2 separate regions of the Sus scrofa genome follow, and region 1 is linked to region 2. A link is a contact called in public Hi-C data. All regions are on one chromosome and are shown on one strand. Each heading gives the region's core, a stretch centred on a gene start, on an enhancer-like site or on the middle of the called end of the contact. The rest is flanking DNA. Distances are from core to core; before and after follow the strand shown.

The links. Hi-C and Micro-C count contacts between places; a contact is called where the count stands out from the background.
Region 1: a Hi-C map of skeletal muscle shows a contact between it and region 2, with 4 times the contacts expected there. The contact joins two enhancer-like sites. A contact is called at or near these places in 21 of 47 Hi-C or Micro-C datasets (adipose tissue, alveolar macrophages, embryonic fibroblasts and 13 more) and 2 of 2 datasets of contacts at active chromatin or transcription factors (alveolar macrophages and skeletal muscle).

Annotation. Positions count from the first base shown.
Region 1 is chr10:15,016,276-15,021,474 of Sscrofa11.1, forward strand. No RefSeq gene overlaps it. Among named protein-coding and RNA genes, the nearest start is that of AHCTF1, 23 kb to the right of the region's middle. Within about 2 kb of position 3,651, at least 26 of the 83 cell types and tissues checked have an H3K27ac peak or open chromatin away from gene starts, as enhancers often do. A contact at or near this core is called in skeletal muscle, where this site is marked.
Region 2 is chr10:14,575,521-14,580,742 of Sscrofa11.1, forward strand. No RefSeq gene overlaps it. Among named protein-coding and RNA genes, the nearest start is that of COQ8A, 19 kb to the right of the region's middle. Within about 2 kb of position 3,016, at least 2 of the 83 cell types and tissues checked have an H3K27ac peak or open chromatin away from gene starts, as enhancers often do. A contact at or near this core is called in skeletal muscle, where this site is marked.

The DNA of each region.
Region 1 (5,199 bases), core at 2,401-4,900, 440 kb after region 2:
TGGGCAAAGACTATCCCTCTGCCCCCAAACAGTTATGTCTATTACAATATCACCATCTAATGGCAAGGTGCATTAAAACATAAATGTAACCTAGTCCAAGGGCCCCTGGCGAATAGTTATAATGTATCTCTCTGTCTCTCCGTATAAGTCACCAAATGGAACCCATAGTTCATAAAACATGGCCCCAGAGCTGAGATTCCTGGTAGGGGAATGTCTCTAATTTGACCACATTAAAAAAAAAAAAAAAAAAGATTGTGTAAACATCAGAGAGAACTACAAGATTTCTTTCTTTCTTTTTTTTTTTTTTCCTGCCTTTTCTTGAGCTGCTCCCGAGGCATATGGAGGTTTCCGGGCTAGTGGTCGAATTGGAGCTGTAGCCACCAGCCTACGCCAGAGCCACAGCAACAGGGGCAGGATCCGAGCCGCGTCTGCGACCCACACCACAGCTCATGGCAACGCCGGATCCTTAACCCACTGAGCAAGGCTAGGGATGGAACCCGGAACCTCATGGTTCCTAGTCGGATTCGTTAACCACTGCACTGCGACGGGAACTCCAAACACCACAAGATTTCTAAAACACTCTCAAAGTGTGCAAGGTAAGAGAGGAGTGTTATTTTAGGAGATGTTGTTTCAACTTTCGTATACAATGAAAATTTAGTAACAGAAGGATTTGTACAATACAGTGTGTGTATAATGCATTATTATCTTACAGCAAGGGGGATACAAAATTAAACCACAACCCTATGCAGACTGCTATTCACTGCTCTAAAAATAAAGCCCCACACCAAAAATTAAGTTTGAATTGCTGTAGATGAAAACAATAACGTATCATTAACCCTTTGCTCTCTGTTCGTACCAGTGGAGATTTGAGATTCTTAACATCTACTTGGGAATTTTCCTCCAGTGCTAAACGTTGGAAGTGGAGATTGGGGAAATTCACTGAACAATGCAAACAAAGACTGCCCCTCCCCAACCCCCTTGCTCTCCCCTCTCTCCAAACGCACAGGACAGACATGTCAGGGATTTTTCCACTTCCCGAGCCATTCTATTAGTGCCACCAATCAGCTCTAAATTGCATCAGAAGACAGACAGAGCTCTGGAGTTCCCTGGTGTTGCAGCGGGTTAAGGATCTCTGATGTTGTCACTGCTGTGGTGCAGGTGTGATCCCTGGCCCGGGAACTTCCACATGCTGCAGGTACAGCCAAAAAATAAGAAAAGGACAGACAGACAGAAACTATGAACTCCTGGGCTGTAGCCAGCTGGGCCACAGTGCATCGAGCTTGGCTGCAGAAACTCCAGAGCTCAGTCCTCCGTGTGGGCAGGGAGGCTGGCCCAGACAGACGGCAACCAGACACTCAGCCAACTCGTGGGCAATGAGATGCCATGGGAACAGCAAGCAGAATGGGCAGGTAGAATCAGGACACCCTGAAACATGGCTTCAAACACCCGTTATGCTACGAAGTTTTGAGAAACGTTCCTTAAACTGCCAACCAACTAGAAAGGCAAACTGCAAGAGGGCAGCGTCAGTAAGACCAGAGAAAATATCTTCTGGGGAGTTCCCATCATGGCTCAGTGGTAAAGAACTAGTATCCATGAGGATGCGGGTTCAATCCCTGGCCTCGCTCAGTGGGTTAAGGATCTGGTGTTGCCGTGAGCTGTGGTATAGGTTGCAGATGTGGCTCAGATCCCACATTGCTGTGGCTGTGGTATAGGCTGGCAGTTGTAGCTCCAGTTGGACCCCTAGCCTGGGAACTTCCACATGCTGCAGGTGCAGCCCTACAAAAGAAAAAGAAAAGAAAAGAAAACCCCTTGTGGGTTGAGATCTACATGACGTGTGCCTTCCCAAACAGCACCCGTGCCAGGCGGTTGGTGTACAGAATAGAGGCAATGGCGCTGCTGAGTTATAAGCAGACGGGGAGGCCCAGAGCTGAGCCAAATGACCTCAGCTCTTCCTCTCCTGACTTTGATTTCACCCCAGCACAGAGATAAGATGAAAACCACCCGCCGCCACTGTATCTTCTAAATCTAAGTGTTGTCCCCAACCAGCAGCTTTACCCGGGGAAAGTGTGAGACATGCAAATTCTTGGGCTCCACCCCAATCTTACTGAATCAGAAACTCCAGGAATATGGAGTTCCCATTGTGGCGCAGCGGAAACAAATCGGACTAGTATCCACAAGGTGGTGGGTTCGATCCCTGCTCTCACTGAGTGGGTTAAGGATTTGGCGTTGCCGTGAGCTCTGTTGTAGGTTGCAGACGTGACTCAGATCCCACATTGTTGTGGCTGTGGTGTAGGCTGGCAGCTGTAGCTCTGATTTGATCCCTAGCTTGGGAACTTCCATATGCCGCAGGTGAGGCCCTAGAAAGAAAGGAAGGAAGGAAGGAAGGAAGAAAGAAAGAAAGTCTAATCTGTGTGCTCTTTTTGAGCTTGTTGATTCTGATACAACACCTAATATGCTCGAGAACCACTCTTGTAAATGAAGATGCTGCAGGAACCCCAGGATGCAATTTGTTGGATTATGGACAGCAGACGAGGGTGCAGCCACGTCAGCTGAAACCTGTGGCTCTGGAAACGTGTTTCATTCAGCACCTCAGCTGCCTCTCGTGTCAAGCACTGTGTCATCTGGGTCCAGACTCCTCCACCCCCAGCGGCTTTAGTGAGTCTGGCCACCTCCTCTCCCTGGGAAAGCACAGGAGCAAGGCTAGTAAGCCCTGGTCAGGTTCAGCAGAGAGGTCCCTGGGGACACTCTATCTCCTTATTTTGTTTTTTAATCTTTGGGATCAGTGGTTCACTTCCAGGTCCAGCAAGAATGGTTGGCAAGCGACGGTTGTTAGGTGGGGGAAGCACTGGCCTGGAACACAGAGATCTCGAGCTCAAAGGAAACGGTGTGGCCTGGTTAGAGCAGCTGGGGAGCTGATAGCAGCTGAGCGGAGAACAGAAGCTCAGGCGGGAAGGCAGAAAGCAATTTAGCTTTAGGGGGTTCCATTCCCCTGGTATATAGAAACGTTACAGAAAAGCCTACATAGCACTATAACTAAAACCCGCACTCCCACCACCTAGAATTAAGAACTGTTACCATCGTGTCAAATGAAAAGGCTCTGTTTTAAAGCAGAGGTGAGAGAACAGGAGGAAACAGGCGACGCATTTCTGAAATCTTTTTTAATGAAGACTGTCCTTGTTCTTTTATCAGGACACTTTTTGACAGTGAGGTTTCCACATAGCTGCTAAAAATAACTTGTAAATTTGCCTAGCTGGAGACTGGAGAGTCGGAATTTACAAATAACGATGAGCAGAAAAAGAGCTGAAAAGGAAGCCAGCTCTTTTCTCTGGGAATAAACAGAACATGCTTTTGGACAAGCACCTCCTGAAGAGAGCAGGGAAGGATATCGGGCTAGTCCAAGAGAAATCAGGCTACAGATCATTAAAGTTTAAGGCTTTCCCATCTCTGTTGATGGAGCTGGAGCCAAACCTGGAAGCCACAGAGGAGAGGCCCATTACCAAGGGCACTCCAAGGGCACTCCCCTCCCTGGCTGACCTTGAACTACTGCTTGGGGGGGAGGGTCACCCATCAAAGCCCAGAGGCAGTAAGTATATGGGCTGAAGTAACGTTCATGAGCCTCTGTGCTTGTTCCCAGGGTGGGGACAGTATGGATGTCTCTAGGCTGAAGAGCTGGTCTCCCAAAAGGACAAAGACATGCTGTGCGGAGCTGATCCAAGAGCAGGCGGGGGAGGGGCTGTCATCTTTGCTCTGATCCAGCCAGTTTCACAGCCCCAATAGCGACGATAAGAACCTCCAAAATGAAACTACCCGTGGCACTGAGGACCTGCTTCTCTTTTTGTGACATCCTCATTCCATCAGTAAAGGGAAAATATATGTATTTCTTAAAATACTTGGAGTTCCCATTATGGCTCAGTGGTAATGAGCCCAACTAGTATCCACGAGGATGCAATTCGATTCCTGGCCTCGCTCAGTGGGTTAAGGATCTGGCATTGCTGTGGCTGTGGCACAGGTCACAGACATGGCTCAGATTGGTGTTGCTGTGGCTGTGGCATAGGCTGGCAGCTGCAACTCTGATTTGACCCCTAGCCTGGAAACTTCCATATGCCATGGGTGCAGCCCTAAAAAGACCAAAAAAAAAAAAAAATGGGTTTGCTTAGACAAACCCATTTCCCCTGCAGGCAGGCCAAAGACAGAGGATGTTAGGGGAGTTCTTCTTGCTCTAGTTACTAGAGAGCCAGTAGAAGGAAACCTAGATTAGATACCCACTGGGTACTGATCTTTTGCGTATCTATTGCTAAATCGAATAGTTATTGGAAAGTTTAATAATGCTAAGCATGCAACTCCACTGGGCAGCCTCAGTAAAACTTCCTGTACCCACACCTAGGTGCACAGCTGCCTCGTGACAGCATGTCCCCCTACACACGTAGGTCTCTATCACAGGACGCCCCAGTCCCCACCCCACCCCCTCCAGAAGCGCTAGGTGCCATCACAGTCACAGTCCAGTTGTGACCCCTCCGAACCTCTACTGATGCAAAGGAAGCATGTTAGCTGCTGCCAGAGCAAACTGCCAAGGAAGCCTGCAGAAGCACTCAGGCTCATTAAAAACCAATAATAATAAATGGATTTTTCACCTGGTTTCCTATGGAAAAAATAATACTGGGGAGGAAAAAAAAAGAAAATGTAGAATACGTGTGTGCATGCGCGCCTCACTCTCATCTCAGAAATTCATTATTTCAGCTAATAAACTTTTTTTTTTTTTTTTTTTTTTTGCTTTTTAGGGCTGCACCTGTGGCATATGGAGGTTCTCAGGCTAGGGGTCGAATCAGAGTGCAGCTGCCAGCCTACACCACAGCCATAGCCACGTGGGATCCGAGCCATGTCTTTGACCTATACCACAGCTCAGGGTAATGCTGGATCCTTAACCCACTGAGCAAAGCCAGGGATCGAACCCTCATCCTCATGGATACTAGTCAGATTCGTTTCCACTGTGCCACAACAGGAACTCCAACCCACTGATCCCTAACCCTCAAGGATGCTGGTCGGGTTTATAACCCACTGAGCCACAATGGGACCTCCCCAGCCAATAGACATTTTTGACCCCTACTATGTGCAAAGCTCTGTGCTTGATTCTGTTAACAAACAGGAGCAAGACACAGTCCCAGGCTTCCAGGAGCTCACAATTAGAGGAGAACATCATAC
Region 2 (5,222 bases), core at 1,766-4,265:
GAATTTTGTCACAATTTCATCTATCAGTGCAGTGAATGCTGTTGAAGGATTTTGTCAAATGCCCTGTCCTATTTATACGCATGGTTGCCCTGCTCCTACCAGCTGGGTGATTTTTTTTTCCAGAAAATAAGTTTTTTCCCCTATTAGTGGAAGTAATACATGCCCACTGTGGCAAAATGCAGGCAAGTATGTAGAGGAAATGAACAGTGACCAATAACTCTGCCATCTGAGAGGACTGCTGTTAACATTTCAGCATATTTTTTTCATATTTTTTCTGTGATTTTTTTTTTTTTTTTTTCCTTTTTAGGGCTGCACCTGAGGCATACAGAAGCTCCCAGGCTAGGGGGCAAAGCGGAGCCACAACTGCCGACCTACACCACAGCCACAGCAACACCGGATCTGAGCCTACGCTGGAGCTTGGACAACACCAGATCTTTAACCCACTGAGCGAGGCCAGGGATTGAACCTGCATCCTCACAGAGACAGTATTGAGTACCTAACCCAATGAGCCACAACGGGAACTCTGTGCTGATGTTTTACACATCACTAAGGGCATACATTCTCTGATACCTGCGTACTGACTTTTTCATTGACAGCATTTCATATGTGTTTTCTCGTTACATTAAACATTCTCCGAAAACAGTTTTGAAGCCTACATAATAGTTCATGGTATTAATGATGAGTAATTTATATAACCATTCCCCTACTGCAGTACTTTTAGGTTGTATCTAATTTTTTGCTACTATAAATAAAGTGGTGACAACATTTTTTTGTACAAAATAACTTTGCTCATAATTTACTTGATTCCGTAGCACTAACTTCCTGAGGAAGTGTTATTAAGCTTAAGGATAAGAATATTGTTAACAACAATTCTTTGTTAAAGAAAATGAAGTTAGCCTGGACCACATGTTGGCTCTTACTGGGTCAACACTTTACTTCTAAATGTTTGAAACCAGCCATTTGATAATCTGTAGCCACTCATCCCATCCCATATATATAAATATAAATATATATATATATCTTTTTTTTTTTTTTTGTCTTTTTCTAGGACCGCACCTGCAGCACATGGAGGTTCCCAGGCTAGGGGTTGAATTGGAGCTGCAGCTGCTGGCCTACACCACAGCCACAGCAACGCCAGATCCAACCGCATCTGCCACAGCTCAGGGCAATGTCAGATCCTTAACCCACTGAGCGAGGCCAGGGATCGAACCTGCAACCTCATGGTTCCTAGTTGGATTCCTTAACCCCTGAGTCACAAAGGGAACTCCCACTCATCCCATATTAATGTCAAGTTCACCGCTGGATACTTTTGAGATTCCTAGGTTTTAGTCTTGATGAAAATCAGGATGACAGCGCCTGCGTCTTTGGCTTCCAGCGACACTTGGGTTTGTCACAGTCTCCCAAAGATGATGTGAGCTTGTCTGCGAGCCCCCTCAGTACCCTGGGGGATAATTCATCCAGGTCAGAACATCTGAGCTCTTTTGGGGCATCAGGGTGCTGAGGTCTTACAACCTCCTTGGGTACTCGAGCTTCAGTGTCTCATGTCGAGATTGTTCCTCAATTTTCCATTCTTAATAAGGAACGCTGACGGAGTGTGTGGCAGAGACATTCAGCTGCAGGACAGTTTTCCTTCCTTCTGAGCGCGCCCCTAGACTTCACTCCCCAGGTTCCCCCACAGGTGGGCGTGGCCGTGTGTTTGGGTTCCAGCCAATGAGGGAGCGCGAGCAGAGATCTGTGTGCCTGGCGGGTCAGCCTCGAAAGGGGAATGGAGGAGACTCCTAGGAGCTTGGAAGTCACGTGACGAGGATGTGCGGGAAGGAATACCCTGCTGCCCCATTCACCTACCTGCAGGTGTCCTTGACCGTGGAACTGCTTTTGTCTTTTCCCTCTATGGGATCATTAGCAATTTAGAAACTCACTTGGTCCTGCTTGAGCTCTTTGATTCTTGTATCACAAGATCAGTCACACCTACCTTTTCTCCAAATACCTTGAGAGTCTCCTTCCTGAGTCTTGTTGCACACTGGACGGTCCAGCAAGCCCTTCCCAGCTATCCAGACTCCTGAGTGGCGCTGAGCTGTCTCTGATTTTCAAGTTCTGGGCAGACTGGCCTGTTTGTGCAGAATTAGATCCAAAATGCTGCTCCTCTTCGTTTTCTCTGCATTCTAAGGAATGGAATTGTTGTTTCAGCAAGAATTTAGCAGAAACCTGGAGTTCCCATCGTGGTGCAGCGGAGACGAATATGACTAGGAACCATGAGGTTGCAGGTTTGATCCCTGGACGTGCTCGGTGGGTTACGGATCTGGCGTTGCCATGAGCTGCAGTATAGGTCTCAGACGCAGCTGGGATGCCACGTTGCTCTGGCTGTGGTGTAGGCCAGCAGCTGAAGTTCCGATTTGTTCCCTAGCCTGGGAACCTCCATATGCTGCAGGCACAGCCCTAAAAAACAAAATAAAAATAAAAATAAAAATAGAAAGAATTTAGCGGAAACCGCATCACAATTTAAGGAGACTGAAGGGGGGGGGACAACTTTACAGCCACAACAGCCTGGTACACCAAAAGGTGGATCTTGCCGCCTGGAAGGGCTGATCTCCCACCTCAACAAGGTCTGAATGCTTGAGTTTGGCAGAAGGAATGGGAGAGAAATAAACGACTCTCCCGAATACAGTGAGGAGAATTTGGAGTTCCGGAGGCAGTCGGAAAGGGAAAGGCTAGGAGGAGAGACAAGAAGGCGAGGAGACGAAAAAGCCACTAAGTGGGACCGTGAGGGAGATGGCCAGCTGACAGAGTCCCCATAGGATGGGACAGCTAAAGAACTTCCGAGGACAGAGGTGTCTAACATTTAATCTGGAGTTATGTAGATCCTGTCCAGTCCCCTTGTTAAAGGGGTTTGCACAGCCTGGGACGGGACAGCACGCAGGTGGCAGACAGTCCACAAACTGCTGGCACTCGGCAGTGGCAGGGCCTCGGGGCCAGAGGTGACTGTGCACATGAGCCTCCTCCCACTTCCCGGGATGTGGCCAAGCCTTAGCAGGAGGGCTTTAGGCTCCCCCAGGCTGTGGCATGGACCCTGGAACCAATACTCTCTAGGGAGGTTTCACCTGACATCTGAGTCACACACCAAACGTGGCCACTGCTAAAAAAATAATGGTGATAATATAAAATTAAATTAAGAATTAAGTAGGTAGGTCAGGTATTTGGCACCTTAGAACCCTGAGGCCCAGAGAGGTTATGTGAGGTACCTCAGGGACCTGGTGTCACGGTAGAGCGGCTCTGATCTCAGGTTCTCTGGCTCCTGGTCCCTGCCTCCGTGCCCGGGAGGGGAGAGCAAGGCCATGGGGCTGGAAGCAGCATCATTCCTCAGGCACCGTGTGCTCCTGGTCCCTTGTGGGCTCAGCTCTTCCCTGAGCGGCTCCCACAGGGATCTGGGAGTTAATCAATAACTTGTTCCGCCCATGAGCTGAGCTCCCTGGTGGGAGTGGGGAAGATGTTCCTCCTGCTTGGGAGACAAATTTTCCTTGGTGAGGGGAAGCATGTGAGAAACAAACTCATTAATAAGCTCATCAGTGTTCATAAAATTTGTTTGTTTTTTGCTTTTTGCTTTTTAGGGCCTCACCTGAGGCATATGGAAGTTCTCAGGCTAGGGGTCAAATCAGAGCTACAGCTGCTGACCAGAGCCACAGCCACAGCCACAGCAATGCCAGATCCCCCACCCACTGAGCGAGGCCAGGGATCGAACCTGCATCCTCATGGGTACTAGTCTGGGTCATTACTGCTGAGCCACAACAGGAACTTCCAAGATATTTTATTTGACTGTCAGAGGTTGTCTTTGTTCCCATGGAAGGATCTGGGCCCCCAAATGAGAAGAATAAGCCATAGGTGGGGAGACACTGGGGCCATCCATCAGAGAGTATGTTTCTTGCCGCACTGCTTTCCTGTCCTCTAGACAGGGACGCGTGTTGACTGGTGAGAAGAGGAGGAGGTTTCTTGAGTGCAAGGGGCCCAGGCACTCCTCCTGAGATAAAGAGTCATAAATAGACCTCAGGCCTGACCTGGAGCCAGGCTCAGTGTCCTTGGGCTGGGAGGGCTTGCAGGCCAGGGCTCAGGTGGAGGGGCTGGGACCAAGCAGCTGCTGTGGAAATTTCCATGGGCCATCCACCAGCTTTTGGGAAGCTCTGGAATCCCTCTCAGCATGAGGAAGACATGGGTTATGAAAGAGGCACAAGATGTGGTCCCAGCTCTCAAGGAGCTTGGCCCCGGAGAGGATACTCAGGGACGCTTGCCCAGAAAGCAAGGGAACATCAGGTTGGAAAATCTTAATGTTGTAAATAAGGTCAAGGCCTGGGACTAGTCAAGAAAAAGTCGATATTGCCTTCCAAGTATTTAAGCCCCATTTCGCCTTCTAAGAAAAATGTTGAAAATAAAAACTTCACATTCAGGTAAAAGCTGATTTTATGATCTCAAATACTACTACAGGGTCACAAACAATATATGATTTTTATTTATTCATTTATTTATTTATAGGTTTTTTTTTTTTTTTTTTTTTTTTTTTGTCTTTTAAGGCCACACTTGCCACATATGGAAGTACCCAGGCTAGGGGTCGAATCAGAGCTGCAGCTGTCGGCCTACACCACAGCCACAGCAACTTGGGATCCAAGATGCATCTGCGACCCACACCACAGCTCACAGCAACACCAGATCTTTAACATTCTGATCGAGGCCAGGGATCGAACCCACATCCTCAAAGATACTAGTTGGGTTTGTTACCACTGAGCCACAATGGGAACTCCAATATATGAATGTTTTTAGAGGAAAAAAATGTACCGTTTATCGCCGGTGGCTGCAGTCTGAGACATCCTCAAGGAGTGAGGTTAACACTGGACGTCATTTTTGGTACAGACGTCAGTTACTGCTCATCAAAAGACTTCAGTTCCATGTCTGGGTAATTGTTACCAAAAGCTTGGAAGTGTGTAATTTTGTAAAACCAGATGTTGCCACCACCCCAGGAACGAGAGCTGTGTGCGAGGTTTTCCCCCTCCCCGAGTAAGATTCAGGCTGTGTGTGTTTGTGTATGTGTATGCACACGTGCATACACATGAGCAAATGTGCACAAGTGTAACTTGCCATGTTCACCATAATGCCGCCTTCCCAATGTACCGGGGAGGATGCTTTGGGTTGCAAGTAAGAGAAATCATGAAGAGAATTTATTGGTTCAGGTGGCTGAG